Regions from separate parts of the Mus musculus genome. Here all the other regions are linked to region 3. The links are chromatin contacts, called in public ChIA-PET and HiChIP or PLAC-seq maps. All regions are on one chromosome and are shown on one strand. The core of a region is the stretch at or near the end of the contact, and the rest is flanking DNA. Distances in the headings are between cores, read along the strand shown. Region 1 has its middle 32 kb from the start of Gm33643. Region 2 overlaps Gm51680 (a long non-coding RNA gene). Region 3 has its middle 4.9 kb from the start of Gm34770. Region 4 has its middle 6.5 kb from the start of Gm34004. Region 5 overlaps Gm51680 (a long non-coding RNA gene).

What was found. ChIA-PET counts read pairs in DNA pulled down with a chosen protein or histone mark. HiChIP or PLAC-seq counts read pairs in DNA pulled down with a chosen protein or histone mark.
Region 1: a contact with region 3 is called in an HNF4G HiChIP or PLAC-seq map of pancreatic cancer cells. The contact joins two enhancer-like sites. A contact is called at or near these places in 1 of 15 datasets of contacts at CTCF or cohesin (pro-B cells), 1 of 484 Hi-C or Micro-C datasets (bone marrow-derived macrophages), 4 of 115 datasets of contacts at active chromatin or transcription factors (embryonic stem cells, large pre-B cells and pancreatic cancer cells) and 1 of 9 other capture datasets (embryonic stem cells).
Region 2: an H3K4me3 HiChIP or PLAC-seq map of the 230-238 cell line shows a contact between it and region 3, with 6 times the contacts expected there. The contact joins two enhancer-like sites. A contact is called at or near these places in 2 of 15 datasets of contacts at CTCF or cohesin (large pre-B cells and pro-B cells), 6 of 484 Hi-C or Micro-C datasets (Th1 cells, bone marrow-derived macrophages, embryonic fibroblasts and 3 more), 14 of 115 datasets of contacts at active chromatin or transcription factors (the 230-238 cell line, the NIH/3T3 cell line, Th17 cells and 9 more) and 1 of 9 other capture datasets (embryonic stem cells).
Region 4: a contact with region 3 is called in an H3K27ac HiChIP or PLAC-seq map of large pre-B cells, with 5 times the contacts expected there. The contact joins two enhancer-like sites. A contact is called at or near these places in 1 of 484 Hi-C or Micro-C datasets (bone marrow-derived macrophages) and 5 of 115 datasets of contacts at active chromatin or transcription factors (embryonic stem cells and large pre-B cells).
Region 5: an RNA polymerase II ChIA-PET map of effector CD8 T cells shows a contact between it and region 3, with 11 read pairs. The contact joins two enhancer-like sites. A contact is called at or near these places in 1 of 15 datasets of contacts at CTCF or cohesin (the NIH/3T3 cell line), 8 of 484 Hi-C or Micro-C datasets (the G1E-ER4 cell line, LSK cells, bone marrow-derived macrophages and 4 more), 5 of 115 datasets of contacts at active chromatin or transcription factors (CD8 T cells, acute myeloid leukemia, effector CD8 T cells and 2 more) and 1 of 9 other capture datasets (embryonic stem cells).

The regions. Positions count from the first base shown.
Region 1 is chr9:60,899,433-60,902,132 of GRCm38.p6, reverse strand. No RefSeq gene overlaps it. Among named protein-coding and RNA genes, the nearest start is that of Gm33643, 32 kb to the right of the region's middle. Within about 2 kb of position 1,437, at least 38 of the 459 cell types and tissues checked have an H3K27ac peak or open chromatin away from gene starts, as enhancers often do. A contact at or near this core is called in pancreatic cancer cells, where this site is marked.
Region 2 is chr9:61,021,067-61,023,766 of GRCm38.p6, reverse strand. The region is part of intron 1 of Gm51680 (a long non-coding RNA gene); the gene reads left to right. Among named protein-coding and RNA genes, the nearest start is that of Gm5122, 5.3 kb to the right of the region's middle. Within about 2 kb of position 1,251, at least 83 of the 459 cell types and tissues checked have an H3K27ac peak or open chromatin away from gene starts, as enhancers often do. A contact at or near this core is called in the 230-238 cell line and Th17 cells, where this site is marked.
Region 3 is chr9:61,664,882-61,667,581 of GRCm38.p6, reverse strand. No RefSeq gene overlaps it. Among named protein-coding and RNA genes, the nearest start is that of Gm34770, 4.9 kb to the right of the region's middle. Within about 2 kb of position 1,296, at least 93 of the 459 cell types and tissues checked have an H3K27ac peak or open chromatin away from gene starts, as enhancers often do. A contact at or near this core is called in the 230-238 cell line, CD8 T cells, the G1E-ER4 cell line and 6 more, where this site is marked.
Region 4 is chr9:61,074,018-61,076,717 of GRCm38.p6, reverse strand. No RefSeq gene overlaps it. Among named protein-coding and RNA genes, the nearest start is that of Gm34004, 6.5 kb to the left of the region's middle. Within about 2 kb of position 1,392, at least 7 of the 459 cell types and tissues checked have an H3K27ac peak or open chromatin away from gene starts, as enhancers often do.
Region 5 is chr9:60,997,918-61,000,617 of GRCm38.p6, reverse strand. The region is part of intron 1 of Gm51680 (a long non-coding RNA gene); the gene reads left to right. Among named protein-coding and RNA genes, the nearest start is that of Gm5122, 18 kb to the left of the region's middle. Within about 2 kb of position 1,322, at least 126 of the 459 cell types and tissues checked have an H3K27ac peak or open chromatin away from gene starts, as enhancers often do. A contact at or near this core is called in CD8 T cells, the G1E-ER4 cell line, effector CD8 T cells and 3 more, where this site is marked.

The sequences.
Region 1 (2,700 bases), core at 188-2,687, 770 kb after region 3:
TGTGTTAGCTACAACTGTGTGGGTCATAATTCACAAGTCTGGAGGCGGGAAGGGGGTGACTCAGTCTGTAAAGTAATTACAGTACAAGCATGGGACCTGAGTATGGACCCAAGGACTTCAGACACGGTGGCATATGTCTGTAACCCCAAGCACACTATGGTAAGAAGCGGGGCGGGGACAGGGGGAGACAAAGCTTGCTGATCAGCCAGATGAATTGGTGATATCCAAAGAGGTCATTTCTCAAAAATAGAAGCTGGGAAGCACCTAAGGCATACACCCACCTACAGATAAATAATAAATAAACAAAATAAATAATTAAACAAACAAACATTAGGATGGCTCGGCAGGACTATCTAGCTGAGAAGGCCTCAGATGGTACTGGCTACTGGCTGCGCGCCTCAGTTCCCCCACACAGCTCTTGAGTGAGACAGTTGGAAGGGGTTTGTTTACATCCCAGAGGAAGGGTGTTCAGGGAGCATAAGGGAAGCTGAAATACACTAAGAGTAAGACTCAAAAGCCAGTATGATACACTGCCTTGGTCAAAGCAAGTCAGGAAGACACAGTGGCTTCCAGAGGTGAGCGGTGCAGACACGCCTTCCATCAGAGGCTGGGAAGGGCTGTAGGCACAGCAAAGGGGAAAGAGCGGGGATGGGCAACAGTGAAGTAAGAGCCTCAGCTATAATTTAGTGAGTGGGATGCCTGTTGAATACTGTTGGAAAGCCACCTGTGGAGTGAGTTTCAGGGACAGGAGACAGGAGTTAGAAGAGAGTGAGGCAGAGATGCAGTCAGATCCAAAGGCAGACCCACCAGGAGCACAGGCACTTAAAAGCCCTTCAGGGCTATCCTGGAATACAAGCAGCTTACAATACATTATGTAGACCAGGCCATTCCCACTACAGTCCTCTGTTATCTACTGTGAACACCCAAGACTGTGCATCGAGTCTAACCCAGGCAGCCAGGAGTTAATGCTTCTGGAAGCTTCTCACTGCCATTCAGAGTTGGAGAATTGGGTAATCGCTTCCTTTCCCTTTGCTGGGGGACACTGAAGTGTGCTCTAGGGGATCTCCCTGAGATTCCCCAGTGGGTTAAGCTTTGGTTGCTCCCAGCAGCAGCCTGCAGGATAACACACACACACTGTGTCAGGCAGGTTCTTTTATTTTGTGCCTCAGTTCACTACCTACTGTAATTGTAAGATCAGTTCTCAAAAACTCCTTTGCATCTGTGTGTATATGTCCATATTCACGTGGGGCAGGGGGAGGGAGGAGAGAGAGAAAACAACCTCAGGCATCATTCCTCAGGACTGATACTCTGTCGTTTTTGAAACAGGGTCTCTCACTGGTCTGGTTGGACAGTGAGCCCCCAGAGTCCCTTATCTCCACTTCTGGTGTGCAATGTTATATCTGGCTTACAAAGGCTCTGCGGCTGAAACTCTGGTCCCCGTGTTTACAGAGAGAGCACTGTGTATCCATTGAGTCACCTCTCCTTTAACACTCCTACTCTTTCCCAACCCTTATCGTGCCCACATTCTTTTCTTGGCATCTATGTCTGGTGAGACTCAAACAAAGACAGTGTGAGAGTCATGAAAGTAGATTCTAGAAACCCAGAGACACAGGGCAGACCAGTGGACAGGAATATCTTCCGAACCAAACTCACTTTCAGGAGTAAAGCTGTGTCCACTTGCAAAAGCGTGCATCACATCTGGGCTTGTATCACATCTGGGCTTGCCAATGGTTGGCCATCCCTTGTAGGAGGAGGGGCAGAGAGGACACAGCCCTTTCTCTAACCAGTTATGCACAATTCTGTCCTGATTGCACATGACCTCAGGAAAAGGCAAGAAGTCTACAGGCTGGGAGGGACTAGGGACAGGCTCAATCTGCATCTCCGTGTAGGAGTTACCATGCCTGCTGGGTGCAGACTTTCCAGTGTGGCAGCTTTAAGGCCACTCGTGCTGCCCATAACCCTTTATTTACTGATCTGTTAGTAATCCTAATAAACTTGTTGGTTTCTCAGAGTGAACTTGGGCTGAGTCATACCTATTTGTTATTAGGGCCTTTTGAAGAGGGGATGTACATAGGATGTGTTGCCTAGTCCTCCCAACCCCCACAAGGAAATCCTCATAACAAATAGCCATGTAATTCCCCCAGGCTGGGGAGCCAGACAGACTGTGTTTGAATCTGCCTCACTAGTATGCAAATATTTAATGCTAACATTACTGCTATTTATAGACTCAAGAAAGAGGCTCAGGAGAAGCAGAGCTGGGAACTCTAGAAAAGGAAGATAGTTCCAGAAGGATGGGGGATGTCTTCCAATTATGAGAAGACAGAAATAAGTCATTTTACAGAAGCAATTGCAGAGATCCTGTGTTTTCCCATGATGCTTCAGGGGAGTCAAGGTTTTTGTTTTGTTTTTAAAGGACAGAGGGCAAGAGATCCAGCCAAAAGAGATAGAGAACCAAGTTCCCCACCCTCAGCCTGTAAGGTGAGTGATGGAGTGGCCAAATCCCAGAATGTGCTGTGGCTTGTAAATTCCCGAGGACAATAGAAAGGGCTTTGTTAGGATGTGTTCCAACACAGCCAAGAATGAGGGAAGAGCGTGCCAGTGCTGAGGCAGAGAGAGCCGAGCATCTGTCTGACCTCTGTCTTCTTCCTCAGGTGAATTGGCTGAGAACACAAAAGGTGAAGACAGGCAGAGTCAAGAAGA
Region 2 (2,700 bases), core at 2-2,501, 640 kb after region 3:
GCAAGTCTTGTAAAGGAAGACTCCGGAATTGGGGCTGGCTTAGAGTTTCAGAGGTTTAGTCCATTATCGTCATGGTGGGAAGCATGGCAGTGTGCAGGCAGACACGGTGCTGCAGGCAGCAAGGAGAGACTATGTGCCACACAGCATAGTGTGAGCATATAAGCCCTCAAAGCTCATCTCCACAGGAACATACTTTCTACAAAAGCTCACACCTACCCCAACAAGGCCACGCTTCCTGATAGTGACACTCCCTATGACCAAGCACTCAAACACATGAGTCCATAGAGGCCATTCCTATTCAAACCACCACAGTGTTGGAACTGAACCCGAGTCCTTGACCAAGCACCAATTCATTGCAGTTATTTTCACCATCAAGTACTTTTGCTTTACCATCCTAAGTGTCTTCGGACCCAAGCCCCTGACCGTGTTACAGTTACATTGAATTCGTCATTCCCCACATGGTTCTCTGCACCCTCTGGCACCTGCTGCTCCCTCCACCCCATCCCTCTTCCCACTCAGATTCCACCCTTGCCGGCCTTAGAGACATTGCCTAGATGCCCAGTCTATGGCTATCCATGCAACCCTGGGTCCCAGTGCCGATTTATGGTGGATGTCATGCTGAGATGGTACCCGTGAATGACCCAACAGAGATGGGGTCCCAGTTCCCTGAGAGCAGAGACATATCTCTCCACACACGTGTACACACCACACTAGCAGTGCCTGTGCCTGCACACATACACAGACACACATGGACAGATTCACCTTCCTGTCTCTGGAGCAGAAGGACACTTGGTTCTGCCTTCAGGAAGGGCCATCAGACACCCGCAGACAGACTTTCCCCTGTGTGTGTGTGGCTCCAAACCTAGGCTGTGTTTCTGAAGCAGAAAGTGAGAAGAAACTACCCTTGTGATTGGGAGCCCTCAGGCCACGGCCACTGTGTGTCATCTAAAGGAGAACTGAAACTCAGAGTCCCAAATAGAGAAAAGAGAAGCAACGCGGCCAAGCCTGCCCATCCCCTCAGCACAGCAAAGTAAATCCAGTGGTTTGCTCCTTTTTTTTTTTTTTTTTTTTTTTTTCTGCTGTGCTAGCTGTAGGGCTGTAGGATGAGCAAGCCAGAAAGTTCACTGGGGTAATCCCAACACAGGTCACTGGCCTCTGTCTGGTGACTTCAACAGGATCTCATAACTACTCCCCAACCCCTGGCATCCCTCTCCTGGCCTTTGCTTCCCTCTGCTAGGTCCAAGTCAAAACAGTTCCCCTACTAGAGGCCTGGCCCAGCCAGCCCATCACCAGAGCATAGGGCACAGGCCAGAACCAGAGCTTGCGACATGATTCACTTTGTCTGTGGACAGATTGATGCAACTGTGGGTGAGAAGTCGTTCTTCAAATGGAAAAAAAAAAAAACCTGGCTACAATGCAGGGAAAGGTGGGGCTGGGGCTGTATCGGAGCTGCAGGGGCAAAGCTCCACAGTCTCCCCCCACCCCCCCACCCCCTACACACCCCCATCCCAGGCTTGGGCTTTCAAAAGCAACCCTGCTGAGGAGTGTGTATCTTCTACCTAGAAAGATACATTGGGTGAAGAAGGAAAAAGCTCTTGGGTAAAGGGCCCCAGCAGAATGGAGCTCTCTCCCTGGGCAGCCAGCATGTGGCTACACATGATTCTGTTTTTAAATTAGCGCATAATGTGTTAGAAGCCAGTAGGATATCTTCTAACAAAGTGTGAGTCCCTTCCCCTCCCAACCACACTAGCAGTTCCTCTTCCTCCCTTGTGGCTGCCTCTGATCTCTTTCCCCTTTCAAGCGCCAAGTGTCCTGACCCCCGTCCTTTCTCATTACCTAATATTACTTCTCTTGGCCGTCTCTCTAGACTTTTAGATTTTACCCATGCGAATGCCTGTGCATATGTTCACATATGAAGGAAAATGTGTTTTCTGTCTAAGTTTGGGTTTAGCATTGTTTAGCGTTATACTTCCCAGATCCATCCATTTTCCTGAAAATTCTGTGACATCATTTTTCTTCACCACTGCATACTATTTCATCATGTATATGTGCCAGATCCCCATTATCCACTCATCGGTTGATGGACGCATAGGCTGGTCACGTTTCCCTGTTATTGTGAACATAGCAATGGTATGCACATAGGCATGCACACGAGTGTGCAAATGTCTCTGTGGTAGGATATGGAGTGCTTTGGAGTCTAGGAATGCTAGAGCCAGGACACATGATTGTTTTATTTTTAATGTCTGGGGTTTTTTTTTGTTTTTTGAGAAAACTCCAAACTGGTTTGCACAATGGTTGTGCTGACTTGCACTCCTGCCAAGAGTAATGAAGGACCCTTCCCTTCCTCTCCAACCTTTGGGGTCAGATTTCTTAATGGTATCCCTTCTGACTGATGTGAGCAGGTGTCTCAAAGAAGGGCTTTTTTCTTTCAAGATTTTTTTTTGTTTGTTTGTTTGTTTGTATGAGTATTTTGCCTGCATGGATGTATATGTACCACATGGGTGCAGTGCCCGTGGAGGCCAGAAGAGGGCGTTGGATCCCCTGAAACTGGAGCTGTACTCCATTGTGAACTGCCGTCTGGGTGCTGGGAACTGAGCCCAGGTCCTCTACCAGAACAGCAAGTACTCCTAAAGTAGTTTTAACTTGCCTTTCCCTGGTAACGAGGGATGTTGAACACTTTTTAAAACACTAATTGGCTAT
Region 3 (2,700 bases), core at 47-2,546:
GCAGGGGCTTTCTCATATAGCCACAGAAGGACATCTTTGCTGGTCATGGTTGGAGGGCAGCAGGGGAAGGCCAGATTGTGAACATTTTCCAGCTTTAAAAATGGCTCTGGACAAAGCATAAGCCTGGGCATAGCTAGATTAAAGCTAGGCTTGATTGGCCTGCGGCCATTCTCCTCCTCTTGAGAGAGGGGTTAGTGACTCTTTGGAGCTGAGGTCTAACATCCCACCACTTTGAGAAGGAGGTTCTTTCAATGTCCACTTGACTCAGCCTTGATTCTGGAGGTTCTTCCTGAATGCTCCTTCAAAGGCCTATCTTCCCTCCACAGCTTGCTGTTCCTCTTGCTTATATGGAGCTGGGTGTCTCAGATCTCAGGCTGGATTCAAGAACATCCTCAACCCGCTTTCCTGAGGGCAAAGTATGAGCTCAACAGCCTTTGGCAGCACCCATGACAGGTGCATCACAGACCAGCCAAAGACACCGCAATCCTACAGGCAAAGGAACTAGGACAGGGTCCCTCCCTTTCTAGGCTGGGGACTGGTAGAGTGCCTGAGGAGTGAGCCTGAAGATCTGAGTTCTGTCTCCAGCTGAGTGTTGTGGCATGTGCATGCAAAACTAGTGCAGAGGAGGCAGAGGCAGGGGGATTCCTTGGGCTGGCTGGCCAGCTGGTCTAGCTGAATCAGTGAGCTTCAGGTTCCAATGAGGCCCTGGTTCATTATTAACAGCAAATAAAAACAAGTTGGACGTCTTCTGAGCAACAACACTTGATACTTTAGGTTGACTCCTGATCTTTAGATATATATACACACAGAGACACATACATACAAAGAGACATACACACACATACACACACAGACATACACACAGACACACACAGACACGTACACACAGACACACTCACAGACACATATACACTCAGAGACACACACAGAGACATACACACACAGAGACACATACACAGAGACACACACACACTCACAGACACACACAGACACACACACACACACACACACACACACAGTCTGGACTGGAGGCTCCCAGACTCAAGCTCTCATGGAATCAATCTAATGAGCCCCATGAACACAGATGTCTGAGCCTTCCTTCATTTTCCCCACCTTGCAGCTGGCCTACAGCTTTGCAGTGTGAGCAAACTCCTCAGCTGACTCTGATGCGGGAGCTTGGAGCAAGGCTCTGACGCTCAGTGGTTATCAGAGGGAGAAGGAAGCCCTGAGTCTTCCTGGGCTGGCCTGGCTGTGGTGGGACAGAGAATGCTAGTGGTGGGGACTGATATCTCTTCTGCGAGGACGTGGCAGGATGTGGTTGACCTTAGCGTCCTGTGCAATAGGGAGCCAGGGGACTCAGGGAGAGACTTGGCAGCAGGCTCAGCCAGCATGCTTCTGAGTGCTCGATGGGAAATGAGAGGTGAGCAGAGCTCTGCCTTACCTCCCTTATGAGCCTTAAACTGACACTTTACTTCTTGAAGTCTTGGTGCATCAAGGAGTAAGAAAGAGACATTTGCAAGTATGCCAAGAGGAACTTATGAAGTTGCATGTACAAATAGCCATCTCCCTTATGGAGAAGGGCTTCTTTCAGTGGAGTGATAGTCCCTGCCAAAACATCCAAAGGTCAAGAGGTAGAGTCCTGCCTCAAGGTCGGGCATAGCCAACGACTTAGTCCTCCTGGAGTTGGCATGGCCGAAGCTTGCTCAGTTTGCCAACAGTGGGGCTTCCTGGACTCCTTTCTTAGAAAGGCTGAAGGCTTTGGAAAGAGAAGTGTCCTGGCATAAGGTGGCATGGGACAGCCCACTTGAATTTTATCACCATGCTGCTCTCCTTGTTTGTTTCAAGATGCTCAAAGGAAGGAAGCAGGGGCTGTGGAAGACCTCTCATCAGACACAATACTCTTCCTTGGATTTATTTTTCTCTGAGTTTATCAATCAATTGGGAAACCATCTCTGTTACCTATTGTGTAGAGAGCCCTGTGCTATGTGTGGGAAAACGAGAGGTTGGAAATAAGCCACTGGTTGGTCCCTAGTAGAGAGATGCTCAACAGGCCAGTTGGGAAGATAACGTGTGCATGAGAAGTGAGGGGTGGGGAGATAATGGTGATGCTGCTGATGATGCTGATAATGCTGATGGTGCTGATAGTTACAGGAACAGTAAATAGGAAGAATGAAAATGATGGTCCTGATATTCTCCCACATGCGTGCATGCGGCTACCCAGTCCACAGAGCATGCTTGTCACCAGTATCTTACTTGATGTTCAAAAGTTTAAAAAAAAGGAGGGGGTAGGGTGTTGGGGAGATGGCTTAGCCCGCCATTAAAACCAGGCATGATGGTGAGCACCTGTAATCCCAGAGCTGGGGACGCAGAGACAGCAAGATCCTTAGGAATCACTGTCCTCCTTGCAGAACTGGTAAGCCTCAGTTTCAGGGGAAATCATGTCTCAAAAAACAAGATGGAGAGCGGTAGAGGAAGACACGTCTGATGTCAACCTACATGTGCATGCACACACATGTACTTGGGCTTTCATATCATGAGCATACACACACACACACACACACACACACACACACACACACACACACTTTTTAAAAAAAAAAAACAACTGAGTCGTAATTGTACTGAAGGCCAATCTATCTCTGAGATGAAGAACGAAACGGCTGAGTTGGTCTGGGCTGCTTCCTATTGCCTTAAGGGTGC
Region 4 (2,700 bases), core at 143-2,642, 590 kb after region 3:
CACTCCCTTGGGGTGACTTGTTTCTTCATTGAGACCACACCTGGGTCACCACATATAGCTGCCCAGCCTGTCGCTGCACCACTGAGGTGTTGGCTGTGCCATCAGGCTCCCCTTTTTGGAGCTGAGCACCTCCTGTTAGCCTGGGAGCCCTGCCTTTTTAAGTACAGTGGTTAAATGGGAGTAGTACATTGGTAGAAAGAGCTCAGTGGGAGACATCAGGATCTGAGAGACCATTGACAAGACTGTCTGAATCCCTTCCCTCTCTTGAAAACTCACCATACATTTGTTTGTTTGTTTGTTTGTTTGTTTGTTTGAAGCAAAATACTTTTCAACACCTGTGCTTCCAGAGTTCTAAATCAGCATGTGGATTTTGGGGGTGGCAGGGTGTGTGTGACAATGGTGACCATGGGTATGGCAGGTGGCATCCTAGGATCTGTTGGGTCTCTCTGTTCTCTCCCCAGATGGGGTTCCCCCCGGCTTCAGCTCAGTGCTGGCACCTAGAGATGCCAGGTGGAATCCCAATACTTTTCCTGGCAGGAGCAGCCTGGGCCCAGACACTTTGCACCTTGTTCCTGGCGGGAGAGAAAGATTCTCGCTTCCCCTTCTAGAAGCCTCCATTCCTTCCCCGTGTACACAGTGTGTCAGCCTGTCCCAAGCTGGCGAAAATCAGCAGCGTCATTATCCCTCTGTTGAGGGCTGCACACCCTATTCATGCCACTTAAGACACTAGATAAACGGCTTCTTCATTCCATAATGAAAGGAATATTTCATTTTTGCAGAGCTGGGGAGCCATTTATGGAGCGTAGGAAAACATTTATCCTGTGTTTTGGTAATAAACTGATCTGGAAGTTGGTTCTTTAGGCAGTGGCTGGGGTGTGATTCAGTGTTCTCTGAAGCTGGTGTGGGTAGGAATGGAGGAGTGTGGGGCGTGAAGTGTGGGGAGACACAAGGCCCCCAAACACCCTTTTTACTTACTGAGTTAACTTGTTGGAGACAATCCTATTGGGTGCCTGTCATTGTTATTCCAAGTTCACAGCTGGGTAAACTGAGGCAAGGAAAGGCTTTGGAACTTTCTCCAGTGGTAGGGCCAGCATCTGGTAGAGTTGTACATGAAAATACAAGCAGTCTGCCTCCAGAACTCACTTTCTTAAATACTGCCAGGGATTTGTTCTTAGCCTAAGAAAAGTCTAGAACATAGAATATACCAAGAGGAGATGAAGGGAGGGGTGTAGTTTATATAAAACCGGGAGCATGCTCCATCTTGGTATCTACTTTGTTTTGCTACAAAGGCTGTGGGTCTCCAGAGACAGGACGTGAGGGCCTTGCCTCAGGGTCCCTTTAGCTCCCTGGGAGGACACCTGCAGTCCTGGCCTCTGCTGCTCTAGACTGTCACTGTGGCCCTGCACAGGGCTTTGCTAGCAGCCCCTACTTGTGAGCTTTATGGGGGACTGGCAGACCAGAAATGCAAACCTCAACCCATTCCCCCCAGTCCCGAGGCTTCCTGCAGTTTCTGCTTCATCGCCCTCCTTTCTGCCACTCCTTGCCAGCGGTCAGACCTCACCTGCCCTATCCAGAAGCAAGAGCTGTTCCCAGGAAGAACCAGAAATGGCTTGGATGAACATTTAGTGACATCTCATTCCTGCCAAAAACAGACAAGCAGAGAAATGTTGTAAAATCACAATAACGTGCCCTTCCTTATTAAACCCCAGGCCTGCCATCTGCTGCAGAGACAGAATAACAAGACAAACAAAACAAAATAATGCCCAAAGAGGCAAAAGCAACACACATATATCCTCAACACACACACACACACACACGACAGACAGACAGACAGACAGACAGACAGACAGACAGATGCAGTAATAACACTGAGCTCACAGAGTTCATCTTTCTGGCTGTTCCCATGGTTCTAGCATAGTCTAGAAGAATGGAGAGTTGATTCCTCCCCAGTCAGAGGCCCTGGGCCTCAGTCCCACTCATATCCCTGCAGTTTCTTGTGTAAGTCATTTCCTCCCCTTCCCTAGGCCTTTAGATAGTAATGAGGTTTCCGAGCTGATGTTGGCACTCAGGCTTGCATGTTGTGCTGGTTGTTTGTTGTTGTTTGGTTGGTTGGTTTGGTTTTTTGTTTGTTTGTTTGTTTGGGTTGACACAAGCTACCGTCATCAGGGAAAGAGGGCACCTCAACGGAGAAAATGCCTCTCTAAGGATGGCCTAGAAGCAATGTGAGGCATTTTCTTAATGATTGATGCGTGAGGGCTGGGCTCCCGGTGGGTGGTGCCACCCCTGCATAGGTCGTCCTGAGTAGTATAAGAAGAGCAAGCTGAGGAGGGAGCGACAGAGGAAGAGCAAGCCTGTAAGCATCATTCCACCGTTCTTGCCTTGACGGTGTGAATGGACAGTTATGGAGACACGTGAGCCAAGCAAACTCTTTCCTCCCCAGGTTGCTTTGAGTCAATGTTTTATCAGAGCAATGGAAGGCAAATGAGAACACATGCCTGTGAAGGGCAGAGGACAGTGTGTGTGTGTGTGTGTGTGTGTGTGTGTGTGTGTGTGTGTGTACACCAGTGTGCACAGCAGTGGTCAGCCCACATGTCCTCCTCACTCACGTTGCATCTTATGTTTTGAGGCAGGCTCTTTCTGAATCTGAAGCTCTTGTTCAGCTAAACTGGCTGAGCAGCAAGTCCCAGGAATCCTCCTGCC
Region 5 (2,700 bases), core at 73-2,572, 670 kb after region 3:
CACACACACGCACACACACACGCACACACACCACACCTGCCTGCACGCACGCAGGTTCCCACTGCAGAACACTCTTAGGCTAGGAACATGGCAGGTGTATGAACTCCCTGTGGGAGGTGCTGGGAAGGAGGATAACATCCTTGCAGGCCTCTTCCCCGCCCCTCCCTCCTTCCCCAGCCTGGTGCATCTCCTTGACTCCTCAGCCTCAGCATCAAAGATTCATCAAAGCTGAGACCCAGCAAAGCGTGTGCTTCACATCTTTAAACGCGCTTCTTCCCAATGAAAAATTCAGTGGAAAAGGCAGGAAATTGAAGGGGGTTCAAAGAGGAATCAGAGAGGGAAGGGAGGCTTCAGAAAGGAACCGGGGGCGGGGGGGGGGGGAGATGAGCAGCTCTCTCTGTTATGGCGGCACTGAAGCCACAGTACATTTACCAAGCATCTGCCTCACTTGAGGCACAGGGCAGGCACACAAGTGGGTCCTTCATATGGCAGCATGGGCGGAGGAGCACCGTGCAATTCTGGGAAAGCCATTCCGAGATCACAGAGACGGTTCTGCAGAAGAAACAGATTGGCTCCTGGGTATGGGGAGTGTAGAGTTCAGGAGGTGTGAGCCTCAAACATTCTAGAGTCTAGATTACTCATGTCCGCACCGGAGTTTAGTGCCTGCCCTTTCTATCACCTGGTAAAGGAGGAACATGCTGTGTGTGTGTGTGTGTGTGTGTGTGTGTGTGTGTGTGTGTGTGTGTATGAGAGAGAGAGAGAGAGAGAGAGAGAGAGAGAGAGAGAGAGAGAGAGAGAGAAATATATATAGACAGACAGACAGAGAAAGAGACAGATACAGAAAGAAATAGGGAGGGACAGAGAGGCTGAGAGACAGAGAGAACTGAGGCATGCATGCATGCACACGCACGCACACGCACACACACACAGAGACGGAGAGACAGAGAGGCAGAACAGAAACTGAGAGAGATCTGGTGTTGTGGGAATCAGAGCAGGGATCATTTCCAGCAGGAAACTGGGGTACCCTTACTAGAGAAGAAAACAGTGTTCCACATAATAGAAGACGAGCAAGCATTCAGGAGAGGAGGCAGGCCACCTGACATATGAACAGAGACCATGCAGCTAAGGTGCCCAGACCTCCTGGCAAAGGGCAATGTATGTCTGGCCTGTAGGGGGAGCTGGCTCCAGGGAACAGGAGGACGACTAGACTCGGATGACGCCATCGAACCACCCCCACCCCAACCCCCATCAAGGAAGGCCATGTGTCTGCAGGGGTTGAGGGAGCTCGGGTGCTTGTTCATCTCAACCCTCAGTGACTTGTCACCTATTATGAGTCATAGCTGCCCTCAAACCTCAGTTTCCTGATCTGCAAATGAAGATACCAGTCAGTCATCTAAAACTTCCTCTTCTGGCTCATTTGATTCTGGCAGCTTGGTTCTGTTGCCCATGTGAGGGAGGGGCAGGAAGCTCAGAACGACAAGATCTAACCATGGCTTCCCCATTCTCCCAAAGGGCACCCCATCACTACCCACAGCCCCCTCATGTCAAACCAGTCTCTGGTTACCAGTATCCTGTGGATGGAGGAGCCTCAGACATATGCCAGGAAGCTGTCCTAGGTCCCAGGCTCCTCCTTTCTCTATGCTGGAACATCATCCACTCTGGCCCTGCAGATGAGCAGGAAATGTCCATGCCTAAGGTAGGCAACCCAAGAGCCCTCACCAACCTGGGGTTGAGCTCAGATTCACAGGCTGCGGACCTCACCCTACTCTCTACTGGCAACGTTCAAGGTCAGACGGAACCTGATGGTAAATTTCCACATCCTGGCCAGACCTAGTGGCCCTTGAGAAGAAACCAGAGCAGAACTTACTTGTGAAATAGCAACTGACACCTAGGTAGAGTTGGCAGGTGTCAGCTGCTATGTGATATACCTACCTCCCACCCCCTACCTCCACCCCCACCCCCACTCTTCTGTGGGAAGCATGCTGACTGCCCAGCTCAGCTCTGGTACAGCACAGCAAAGTGGCTTGTGGCTTGGGCTTTGGGGTCAGAGGTGTGGTTGGGATTGCCAGCTCAACAGTTTGCTAGCTAGATGATGTTAACCTTAAATGGCTTTTCTTGTCTTTGCTGAGCCTCAGTGTTCCCACCTGTAAGACTGGAGTATGACCGTAAAGATCAAATGTGACCATGATCTTACAGAACAGGGTTCTAATAGCCATCAGCTGATAGTAGAATTGTTGCTGAGGCAGCTCAGCAGTTTGTAGCTAACCAACCAAGTGGGCTGGTTCAACTTGACTCCTTGAAGCTGTGTGGCTGGCCCCACCCAGAGTTTCAAAGCTTGATGATTCCACAGTGCCCTCTTCCTGCTTAGTGGGGCCATTACCACCATCAACGCCGTCCTGAAGATAGCAAGCCTTCCATTTCTGCCCTCTGCAGTCCTGGCCCTAGAACATGGCTCCCAAAATACAATACCACAACACTATCAACAGATGGCCCCTCCCTGAAGGTGTTGAGGTTGTCAAGGGTCTCCCTCCTCCCCCCTCCCTCATCTGTCTGTCTCTCTCTGTCTCTGTCTCTCTCTGTCTCTGTGTGTGTATCTGTCTGTCTCTCCCTCTGTCTCTCTGTCTCTCTCTCTTTCACACACACACACACACACACACACACACACACACACACACCAGCTCAACTACCATGTCCAACAAC